Linked DNA regions of Ovis aries: region 1 is linked to region 2. The links are chromatin contacts, called in public Hi-C maps. All regions are on one chromosome and are shown on one strand. Each heading gives the region's core, a stretch centred on a gene start, on an enhancer-like site or on the middle of the called end of the contact. The rest is flanking DNA. Distances are from core to core; before and after follow the strand shown. Region 1 holds the start of GTF3C4 (general transcription factor IIIC subunit 4). Region 2 overlaps AK8 (adenylate kinase 8).

Evidence for each region. A called contact is a pair of places that touch in the nucleus more often than the background predicts.
Region 1: a contact with region 2 is called in a Hi-C map of hypothalamus, with 2.2 times the contacts expected there. The contact joins the promoter of GTF3C4 here to the enhancer-like site in region 2. A contact is called at or near these places in 2 of 16 Hi-C or Micro-C datasets (hypothalamus and tail adipose tissue).

What each region holds. Positions count from the first base shown.
Region 1 is chr3:4,206,561-4,212,360 of ARS-UI_Ramb_v3.0, reverse strand. It overlaps GTF3C4 (general transcription factor IIIC subunit 4), which reads left to right and starts at 2,712. Exons shown (of 5, transcript XM_015094120.4): 1 at 2,712-3,084. The coding sequence starts at 2,740. It overlaps DDX31 (DEAD-box helicase 31), which reads right to left and starts at 2,046. Exons shown (of 20, transcript XM_027966236.3): 1 at 1,924-2,046. The coding sequence starts at 2,019.
Region 2 is chr3:4,107,980-4,114,257 of ARS-UI_Ramb_v3.0, reverse strand. The region is part of intron 11 of AK8 (adenylate kinase 8); the gene reads right to left. Among named protein-coding and RNA genes, the nearest start is that of AK8, 74 kb to the right of the region's middle. Within about 2 kb of position 2,702, at least 22 of the 54 cell types and tissues checked have an H3K27ac peak or open chromatin away from gene starts, as enhancers often do. A contact at or near this core is called in hypothalamus, where this site is marked.

The DNA.
Region 1 (5,800 bases), core at 1,463-3,962, 98 kb before region 2:
TAATAAGCATATTAAGTAGTTACTATGCACCAGCCAGTACGCTAAGTACTTACATGAGTGATGTCACTGGGCCATACAGTACTGGTATTGCCCCATCTTAAGGTAACAACACTGAGGTGGCGATGGGGGGTGACCTGAACCCGCATCACTGAGGGATCAAGGCTTTGCCCAAGCATTAATTCCACAGCCTAGTTTCTAAGAGTAATGCTGCAATACCATTTAGAAACTGTATCCTGTTTGGTTAGAAAACATCATGTGCAGTTTGATCCCTAGTTTGCTCTGCTTCTTTTCTAGAAGGACATACATCACAATGTTACCCAGAGTTATCTCTGAGTGTGGCAATTGTGGGCTTTAAAAAAAAAAAAAAAAAATCTACTTTCCAAATTCCCTACAATAAATCTGTATATATTTTTTTTCTTTTTTTTAAGGAAAAACATTCCATGTAGTGTTAGAGCATAATTTAAGCTGTCAAGGTCTTTCCAAGTACAGTTAAATTAGCTACTCATGCCAAGTTCAGGCAAATTTGGTCAGCATACACAGAATTCTCATTCAAAACACAACAAATATGCAGACAAGGCCAACACAGACAGATAGCTGTTTAACAATATCCTTTTGATACAGTGGTTCAAGCAATCATAAAACCAGATAAATTACGTTTACTTATTCAACCCACTCAATGAACTTTTAGCAAGTATTTTCTATGTCTTGCATGTACTTGGTATAAGCACCTTAGTGACCTGATGGAGCAATTCTATCACCCAAAATGGAGTCAATATGATTTATAACCTTATACGAAGTCGAAATTACTGTTCCCATATTATAGATAGGAAAAGTGAGGATCAGGGAGGTGAAGTAATTTCTTCAAGGTCACAGAGCCGCATGTTGCAACGCTGGCATCTAATCCCAGGTCTGTCCTATTCCAAAGCCCCTGTGCCCAACTGGCTCTTTTGTACTTCCCTCCCCCTTCAGAATAGATGAAGCCACAACGTGGCCCAGCCGAAAAGTTTTTACTCACAAGCCTCTAAACCCTAAACTTGATTACCACGAAAAAAGTCTAGACAATAACCCAGACAGTTGCTATGAACTGATGTAAATTCAAGGAACTTCAGCGGCACTACACTAGTTGAAAGGAACTGAACCGAACTTTGACAAATAATTTTTCAATGGCGTTAAATGATGCTTTTTCGAGAAAACACACACATACGCGCACTTTCCTTGGCAGCAAACTGTATCCTTCCTGGTTATTTAAGGCAACACGATTTTTCAACAGATTTTCCGTCCCACAGTCCTCCTCTTAGCTAGGAACTAAGTCAGCCATCCTAAAAACCAATTTTCTGCTCTGGTTTGGGCTAAATTTCAGGCATCTTTGTCTCTCTAACGAAGATATTACATTGATGAGTTGTATTTTTCTTCCCCGCCCTTCCACCCCTTCATGGCGCGTCGATGTATACCTCGGTTTCGAACATTCTTCAAAGAAATTTCTAGCCTCCAGTCCTCATTCCCGAAACAAACTGACCCATAAGAGTGGCTGAGAGAAGATTAGAAGATGGGGCTGCTAAGGGACTCAACGCCCCGACAGTCCGTTTCTAACTTCGGGTAACAAGACTCGCATCCCCGCCTTCAGCTAACAAGCGGCCCCCAGCCAGCTCCGCCCGCCTCCGCCCGCTGCGCTTGCGCTCCCGCTCCCGCTCCCGCTCCGAGCACGTCTTTGCGGGCCGTGGTCGGCTCTTAAGACACGCGCGGCTCAGCGACTCCTCCGGGAGCTGCCCGATGTCTGACTTTTCCCCACCTCAACTCCGCGGAATTAATTCGAGTCCCAACGGAGAAGGCCTCGACGGCAGCTTCCCTGCGCACCGAGGCCCCACCTCCCCCCCCGCCTCCCCCCGGGAGCGAACGCATCCAGAAAACCGGATCAGAACTCACCCGCCTCGCGTGGGCCGGGCGGGGTTTGGAGAAGGTTCTGAAGACGGCGGGCCGGGGCTCGGGGACCTGAGGAAGGACTCCGCTGGCGGCTGCCATGTCGACAGAGAGGCGCGTCCGGATCTCGCGAAACCCGGAGCGAGGCGCCGCGAGACCCCACGTGGGACGCGCGCGAGGACCCCGCTGTAGCTGTCCCGCCGAGTCCTGCGCGCCCGCGCGCGCTTTCTGGGGTCCCCCGCCCCCCTCACGAAGGGGCCCGCGCCACTAGCGGCCGGATCAGCGGCGCCCCGGGCCACAGGGCCGTCCCTCGTGGCGCGGCCTGTGCCGGGGGTGGAGGGATGCCAAGTCACACCGAACCCCAGAGTTATTGCTCTTGACGTTCTTTTGAAATTCCTCTCAGGAAAGAGGAGAGGCGTGTCCCGTCGAACCAACGCCTCCTCCTTTGACTCTCCTCAGCACTTTAGTTGTCAGCGCCGGGGGTGGAGGTCGGGGGGACTCCCTGACCCTTGCCCACCCGCGATCCGGCCCCACTACAAGGTTAGATTTTTTTTTTTTAATTTATTTTTTTGACAGGCAGCGCCTTGGCCACCCGGCAGGGGCTGGGTTGCCTAGCAACGGCGGGGTCCTTCGTGGTTCGGCGGTGCTCCGGGCCTGAGGGGGGGAAACCACCGCTGAGGAAATCTGGGGGCCCGGCGGCGGCCGCGGTGCGGGAGGCGGCAACTGGACGGCGACGCGGGGCGGGGCGGAGCGGGGCGGGGAGGAGAAGGGGGGGGGAGGTTGGCGCGCGCCCCGGGGCCCGGCCTCTGCCTCCGAGGAGAGATGAATACGGCCCTGACCCGGGTGGGGCCCGCGGCCGAGAGGCCCGCGCCGCCCGAGGAGGTGGAGAGCTCTGAGACCGGCGGGAAGGAGCCGGCGGCGGACGCGGCCCCGGGGCCCAGCACGGCGTTCCGCCTCCTGGTGACTCGGCGCGAGCCCGCGGTGAGGCTGCAGTACGCGGTGAGCGGCCTGGAGCCGCTGGCGTGGTCCGAGGACCACCGCGTGTCGGTGTCCACCGCCCGCAGCATCGCCGTGCTGGAACTCATCTGCGACGTGCACAACCCGGGCCAGGACCTGGTTATCCACCGCACGTCGGTGCCCGCCCCTCTCCACAGCTGCTTCCTCAAAGTAAGTCATGCCCGCCGCCCCGGGCTCTGGGGGTCTCCTGCCCGCCTCCCTCCTTCCCTTCCCGCGGCCTTGTCCCCGCGGGTCCCTGGGGGAATCCCCGGGCCCTTGCCTCGGCCGGGGATTCCCGCCTTCTCGCACCCTGAGTCTTTAGGGTCCCCGCCGTAGCTTAAGGGCGGGGGAGGGGGGGACGCCGTGTATGCCCAGTTTCCCGGATCGCCCACCCACTCCCGAGACACAGGTACATTTCGGAACGTCCCTCTCCGGAGCCGAGTTCTCCCTACGGCCCGGCTTCTGGCCGGCTGCTGGCGCAGATTTCTTCCCTTGGTGCTTTCTTAGGCTCCACCCAGCTGTTGACCCAACCCCAGACCTGCCTCTGCCACCCGCTCCTATTGTCTGGGGCCTGGTCCCCGAGGCTCCTGGCTGGCTTTGTTTACTGTGATGTGCCCTCCTCTTCCGCCTCCTTGGCTTTGGAAGACAGAAAATTATGGGGTTTTTTTTTTTTTTTTTTTTGCTTTGTCTTTAACTGTTTCAGTGACTTTGTTATATGTGTGGTCCTTCTCATCTTGGGCAGATGGATAGATACTGGATGTCGGGCGTTAGTACTCCAGTTTTTCTTCAGTAAGGAAAAGGCTTTGGGATGTAGAATGAAAAATAAAGCTTCTGGAAATAAATGCAACTCTTAAACTTAAGATCTTCGTATAGATTGAATGCTTCATGTAGATTTCGTGCCTTAGGCTTCAGATTAACTAAGTTTGCCTTCAGAACTTTAAAGCTGCTAAAGTTTTATTGTTCGATCATCACCATTTTCAAAGTTTTAAAGTAGTAAGTCGTGTTGTTCATTTAATGGTTTAAAAATATTAAAACTTTATTACTATTTCCTTTATAGGCCTGTATGCATATGTGTGATTATCCAAGTGTACATTCATTCTTTCAACACACTTTTGAGTACCACTATGGAAATCTCATGGACTGAGGAGCCTGGGGCGCTACACAGTCCATGGGGTTGCCATAGGGTGGGCTAGGAGTTGGTAGGACTTAGTGACTGAAACAACAGCAACAATTTATCAGCTAGACATCAATCTAGGCTCCAGAAGTAAAACATTGTACAAAAACAAAATCCTTGTCCTCTTGAAGCTTGCATTCATTCTTTTGACAGGTCAGAAACAACAATGTAATAATAGGTAGTAATAAGTTGTAATATGTATCTATATAGAGAGAAAGTGTTTCTGTGAATGAGAAGTTAAAAAAAAAAACTACTCTGCCAAGCCATTTAAAATATAGATCAGTAACTGAATGGGGTGCAGAGAACCCACACCACTTTTATTAATCCAAGTTTGAAAGTGACAGCTTGATGTTGAATTAGATCATTGATAAGTTTGTATGACAGCTTTCAAAGATCTTGGACAGGGTGTGAACAAATTGATTCAAGTATAAACCAATCGCCTGGAAGTTGGTGATGGACAAGGAAGCCTGGCGTGCAACTGTCCATGGGATCACAAAGAGTCAGACACGCCTGAGCAACTCAACTGATAAACCAGTCAGGTGAATAGATGTTGATAATCCTATGAAACTGAGAAACACTCAAGGAGGGAGGCAAAACAGAGGGGTTTTAAAAGGTGTCTCCTCTGCTGAAAAGGAACTTACTGTTGCTAACTATTTGCACATCAGGTAGAGAAAATTTTAAGTGTGTCTCAGTGTGGCAATGGCACCCCACTCTAGTACTCTGGCCTGGAAAATCCCATGGACAGAGGAGCCTGGTAGGTTACAGTCCATGGGGTCGCTAAGAGTTGGACACGACTAAGCGACTTCACTTTCACTTTTCACTTTCATGTATTGGAGAAGGAAATGGCAACCTATATGGACACACATGTACACATGTGATTACTTAGCACAGCTCCTGGCACACTGTAAATGCTCAGGTTAAAAAACAGTCATGCAAATATGAAGGAAGGACTCTGGTTAATGCTTTGGCTATGGATACAAAGTTATCTCTTATCGCTGTATTCTGATAAAAATTTGATTCTTGTCATTGGTTCCACAACTGGAAAATGAGTAACAGGAAATCCTTCTATATCGCTCTAGTAATCAATTGCTTTCCTGAAATTAGTCAGTGGTGTCTTCCCCTTCTGCTTTGGTGTGCACCTCACAGAAAGCACTGGTCAGTTGGCAGTCTAATTCGCAGGCCCTGCCTGGGAAATGAAGGCTGAGATGCCCCTGCAGTTCTGAGAGAGGCCTCTGAAGGGTAACGCTGGAGTGATGGTGGGAGTGTAGGAAGTCTGTGCTTTGGTGGCGCTGCCCACTGGTAGGCCCTGGGGACTGCAATCTCTTTGGTGCTGGCCAGTTTGCTCCAACAAGGAAGATGGACTCCTACAACGTAGATCACAGTTTTAGTGTGTAGAACTGCTAAAAGGCTAGATGCTAAACCTCTTTAAAGCTTTTGCTCTGATCGTTATTTAGATTATGTGTTTTTTCAGGAAAATACACAGTTATAATAATAGTTCACATATTGTCTGCTCTTTGCAAGTTACTGCCCTGGGCCTGCCTGGAAAACCCCATGGATGGAGGAGCCTGGTAGGCTGCAGTCCATGAGGTCGCTAAGAGTTGGACACGACTGAGCGACTTCACTTTCCTTTTTCACTTTCATGCATTGGAGAAGGAAATAGCAACCCACTCCAGTGTTCTTGCCTGGAGAATCCCAGGGACAGCGGAGCCTGGT
Region 2 (6,278 bases), core at 1,453-3,952:
GGGGGTTCCCCCAAGGTTCCCTTTCACCCACTCCACAACATACTTGTGAACTAAACAGATAGTCAAAGGAATACATCTTGGCATTGGGAATTACTTTCAAAATAATCCTACATGGGGAGAGGATTGCACCGTTGATCCAGAACACGCAGGTTCCCTGAACTGGCGGTGGGTCCCCTCGGGCTCCTTATTCTACTCTCTCTGTTTTCCAAACATGTTTAATGGCTTCCATTAACAAAGTGGGTGTTTTGTCTAAAGGAAACGATTTAAAGGCTTAAAAGAGGCTGAAACGATCACTGTGAGACACTGTCGCTACGGGTCAAAGGATGAATCTCCCTGGAAGGCTGTCCTCACGCCCCAGAAGCAGCTCTCATTTTGGGGGGACCCAAGGGCTGGAGATAGCCTTTGCCTGTTGTTACTCTGGGCCCAGGAGCCTGGCATCATAGTACCCGTCCAGATCTGCCCTCCCTAGGCGATCCTGGGGAAGCTGCTTAGAGCGCACACCAGGCCGCTGCCCTCCATGTGTCTCGGTCAAGGTTGAACATCAGTAACTGAGGCTCTTGGGACCTGGGAGACAGACGCTGCAAGGCCACGGAGGTTTGCTGGTCCCCTCGAAGCTCGGACAACTCTGGGCATCACCAGGGGCCTTCTCCCAGGGATTCGCTGTGCTCCCCCATTGGAGGCTGGGAACACTGCTGGCCACTAAAACCAATGACAGACCCCCCCTGACCACCGCCCCAGATGTGTCCTTGCCTGAGAGGCCCTCCCGGTGACGGCAGCTCAGGCCCAGGGGTGAAGGGCGAGGCAGGAAGACCCACCTTCGGTGCAACTGCCAGGCCCACCCCGTGTCTCCCGCGTCAGGCTCTCTGCCCTGCACCTTTGTCTGGCTGCTGCCTTCCGCTCCCCTCCCCCGGCCCCCCTGCCCCCACCACCGCAGGCCGTCAGCTCACTTTTTCAGCCCTGCATGGCCTGACTGGCCAGTTCAGCAAAAACGCAGAACAGAGCTCGCCTGCGGAGTTCTTCCGGAAGCTGAAATTCTCCTTGATAATGCTGTCCACTGCCCTTCATCCTCCTCTCGGAGAAAGATTTCCAGCACGGCCTCGAGTCTCTCTCCATTGAGTCAGGTGCCTCAGGCTTGATTTCTGGGCTTGACAGCTAACATCTTACCCTGCGTATAAGCTACTGCCAAGGGCTACGTCTCCGAAACGTCCTGTCAACCCTAAATTTAGCAAAGTGCGAGATATGAATATCCCATTATTTCATAAAGGCCACATCACATGCTTTCAGGTGTTATTTTTTTCTTTTTCTGAAAATCTTCCACGAGAGAGAGCCGTCCTCACATTGACCTCGAGGTTATTAAAATCTCAATCCGTTGTTCCCTGCCGGCTGGGTGTGCTTGGCACAAGGCTGGACGGGGAGCCACGGTCACAAGTGAAAGGCTTTCAGGCCCCAGGGGGATCCACCAGGCCCCCCACCGACCCCATCCAGGACACCTGGCCCATCCTGGTCTTGAAGGGGAGGCATGGTCAAGCTCCCTCCCGCCTATTGGTCCCCTGGCTCATGCAGAAGGAAGGGCCCTGTGAGTCAGACCACCGTGAGGTTACTGGAAGGGACTATTCTTCCTGGGAGGCAAGTCTGCATCCTCAGTACAGTCCAGCTCGGAGAGCCAGTGGCGTCCATTAGGAAGGGTCCCAAGAGAGCTCCCAGGCCAGCTCGTGGAAGTCCAGTGGAAGCCAGAGGCAAGGGCAGAGAGGACTCGCTGGAAACCCTTTCCCGGACCTTTCCTGCTGCACTTCGCACCTCGCTGCCACCTGTGGTCCAAGCCTCCGCATCCCTGTGAGCATCCCTGACCAGGGTTCGGCTTGGGGAGGCAGGGACCCCAGGGCACCAGGCTGCTGGTGCTGGCCCCAAAAGGCTGAGATGGACAGTGGAGGAAAGGAAACAGCTTCCTCAGCCGGTGCTTCAAGGTAAAGGATTCCCAAGGTTGACTGGCATGCCCAGGATTCACCATTTAACCCTCCTGCCACCCCAGGGCAGACCAGAAAAGGCTGAGGACCTCACACACACACCCGACACCCTACACACGCCCAGGCGCTCACCTGTAACACCTGCACGCATCCCTGCAGGACACACACCTACCTACACCCTACACAGGCTACACCCACACGCACAACACTCACTACACCCCACACCCTTCCACACACAATAGAGCACAAACACACACCTGCCCCCACCACACACAGAGCCTGTAGCGTCTTCCTTCTTCAAGGCCCCATTTGAAAAGTAAAGGGGACACTTGGCATCTGTCAGGGTTCATGGGGGACTCAGCACTTTCTTCTCCTCGCCACATCCCAGCACAGCTCCCGGGCCCCGCCCCCTCCTGACCCGGCCAAGGGGAGCGTCTTGGAAAGGAGCCCCAGCTGCGCTGCGCTGCGGAGGAGAAAGAAGCACTGCTTTTGTTTTCTTTTTCTGGTTCCATCTCATGCATACTGATGCTTGAAGGAAGCAGGGTGCCCGCTCCCCCACAAGTCCGTCTCTCCCCCAGATTGCTGGGGGCTTGGCTCAGGCTGTGGATTGGGCTCTTCCTGGCCCCGACTTACTAAGCATTATAGTTCAGTGAAAGCTAAACGCCACCATTTCTGGGAGCCCACCACCCTCGGCATGGCGCGGATTCCTGGCAGCCGAGGCCTGCAAGGCCTCCCGGAGGCCGCAGCCGGAAATCAGGACTGTGTGCGGCGCCAGCCAGGCCTGGGGCCAGGGGGCCTTCAGTGATGCTCTTTGTTTATTATTTACTGCCACCTGCTGGTCAGCTGTGGATCCTGCGCCCCGAGTGAGCTCTTAAAAGGATAAACGCACCATTTCTAAAACCAGTACAGGACGGGAAGAGGAGAAAGCGGGCTGGCTATTCCACTTGGTTGCACTCCACCATTCTTCGGGGTAGGGAGCAAGCCCCCTTGGAGAACTTATTTCCTCCGTAAACTCAAGTCACTTGCCCTGACAAGCGCCTTTTTTGGCCAGCAGTGTTTCCCAGGCACAAGATGGAACAGATGTCTTCTAAGACTTCTTTAGGTTCCAAAAATCTATTTCCTAACATCTCGAGTACTCAACAACAATATTTAAATCTACTTGTCAGACAATGGTGCCAGGAGATAACGATTTAAAAAAATAATAATTTACAAGTTTTCCCACAAACTATAAATGCTGGAGAAAGTGTAGAGAGAAGGGAACCCTCCTGCCTTGCTGGTGGGAATGCAAATTGGTGCACCCACTATGGAGACCAGTATGGAGGTTCCTTTAGAAACTAAAAACAGAGCTACCGTATGAGCCTGCAATCCCATTCCTGGGCATACATCCAGAGAAAAACATGATCCAAAAGGATATATGCACCTCAATATTCATTGCAGCACTATTCACGATAGCCAAGACATGGGAGCAGCCTAAATGTCCATCGACAGAGGAAAGGATACAGACGTGGTGCACATACACAATGGAATGTTACTCGGCCATTAAAAAGCATGGACTAATGCCATTTGCAGCAATGGACGGACTTAGAGATTATCATAATGAGTGAAGTAAGTCTGACAGCGAAGGAGAAATAGCATATGACGTCCTTTAAGTGTGGAATCCACAAAGAAACGATACAAATCAACTTAAAAAACAGAACAAGACTCACAGACTTGGAGAGAATGAACTCACGGTTGTCAGGGGGGAAACTGGGGCAAGGGATAGTCAGGGAGTTTGGGATGGACATGTACACACTGCTATAGTCAAAATGGACAACCAGAAGGACCTACCTCATAGCACAGGGAACTCTGCTCAATGTCATACAGCAGCCTGGATGGGAGGGGAGTTTGGGGGAGAACGGGTACACGAATATGTACGGCTGAGTCCCTTCGCTGCCCGCCTGCAACTGGCACAGCCTTGTTAACTGGCTATACTGCAACACAAAATAAAAAGGCCTAAAAAATAATTTACAAGCTTTATTTCCTTCCAGAGTTAGCAAATGAATTTCAACTAGAAGTTTTCTTCCTACGGTTGCCAACAATTTTTTTTAACACCGGCTTTTTTTTTTTCAAGTCCAGAAAAGTACGTTAGGGCTGGGCCCTTAACAGTTGGGAGGCTGCTCAGCCCTTGGTGAGCAGCTGCTCGTTTCGATCACTTTCTATCACTCCCCTCTCCCACACGTCTACTGGGGCCAAAGCAAAGATAAGACGTGAGGTGCCGGCACCGCTGAACCCCCTGCAGCAGAGGGGCAACTCCAACTGGGGGCCCTGAGCTTATCTCGCTAATGAGGTTCTAGATGAGAAAAAGAAAAAAATGACCATTTAAAAGCAGGCATTCTTCCATGGGCCACAGCTGCTAAAACCCGCATGCCCTGGAACCTGCGCTCTGTAACACGAGTAGCCAACGCTCACCGCAACAGGAGGAAACCTGCACGAAGCACCCAAAACCCAGGGCAGCCCAAATAAATAATTAAAGAACGGCCATCCTCTGAATGAATGGGGATTCACTTAGCAAATTTAGAAGACTTTTAATAAAAATGCTCACTGAGACACACTGTGTCTGACAATCGGATCATTAGCCATTCCTATCTTAACACCCACTTTTGCACCTTTCAGTGGAAGATGAGACAGGCCAGCAATCCAGATATGGACTGGACTGTTGGAAAGTGCAGTGTTAAACTAACTGCACGCTACGGATCAAAGAGTTTCCGGAACACGATTTTCCTTCCATTTTAATGCAGTCAGGGCTCAGAACCAGTTATATCCCCCACATCTCAGGGGCAGCGGGAAGGCCGGTGCTCACATGATCTGTGAGGAGAAAGTCAGCAAGTCCTGGGAAACCAGGAAACAACCATGAGCCCGGTGTTCTGGGTGGAAAAGACGCATTGACGCATTGATTTGACAAGTACATGTGCTATAGTGCTGACTCAGCTCTGCTGTGAGCTTGGGTTTTTTCCTAATACAAGTATTGATTCTTGCAATCTTCATAACAAACCCATTTTACAGATGAGGAACTGGAGGCACAGAGAGAGGAAGAAACGTGCCCCAGGCCACACACAAATGGGTCGGGGAGCCCAGAATTAAATCCAGGCCACTGGGCTGTGGGGCCACCTGCCCCGTCTCTGCTCTCTGCCCCCTTTACAGGGGAAAAAGCAGCGTGAATTCTGCCCTCCTCTCTGCATTTCGTTTGCGGTATGCCCCAGACAGGTCACTTTACCTCTCAGCTGAGGCTTCTTCATCTTAAAAAGAGAACTGGACTCAGTTCTCTGAGCTCCCGGCAAGCTGCTAGGTGGCAGGTCTGCAGCCAGGCCACCCCCGGCTCTGAGGACCCATGAGGCCGTCTGTGTTCAGCCTCACTCAGTCACCAGATGCAGCCACTCCCGAACGGAACCAGAACGCAAGCCTTCCCTATGGCGGCAGATTAGAGGTGGCCTTCCTACCCCCAGGCTCCCCTGGTGGCTCAGACGGTAAAGAATCTGCCTGCAGAGCAGGAGACCTGGGTTCGATCCCTGGGTCAGGAAGATCCTCCGGAGAAGGGTAACAGCTACGCACTCCAGTATTCTTGCCTGGAGAATCTCATGGACAGAGGAGCCTGGTGGGCTATAGTCCATGGGGTTGCAAGGAGTCGGACACAACCGAGAAACTAACACTTTCCTACAGCTGAGAACTGGGCTTGAGCCCCCCACCCCTTGAATCTGGGCCCATCTTGGCTCGGTTAATGGACAGAATCAGCTGGAAGCTCATTCTGGGACTTCGGAGGCTGGGTCAGAAGAAGCCTTTGCTCTTACCCCATCCTCCACCCTCCACCCCATCCACGACGGCTGCTCTCGGCCTCCTTGGGACGCTTGCTGTGGGGGAAGCTAGGATCACACAAGGGGGCTGACCAACACGAGGAAGCCCAAGCTGCCCCATGGCGACGCTGCACTGAGGGGGAGACCTGAGCACCTCACTGCAGGCACCAGGCGTGGGGATGAAGGGTCCTGCCCCAGCAGATGCAGCGGGGAGAAGCAGCAAGGAGCCAGGTCCACACCAGGACCAAGAACCACACGTAGGGCCCAGATGGATGATCCAGCCCAGTTGCCTCCAGTCGTCAAGAGTCGTGCCAACTAAGGCCCAAGTCAGACAGTGGTGCCAAGCCCTCCTGCCCTGCCCTGCCTGAAATCCTGACCCAGGACATCAGGAGCAGAACGAAGCAGCCATCCTTCTATGCCATCATGTTGTAGGGCGGCTGCAATAGATAGCGGGGCCCCAGAGGTGGAGGGGACCAGGCTTTGGCCA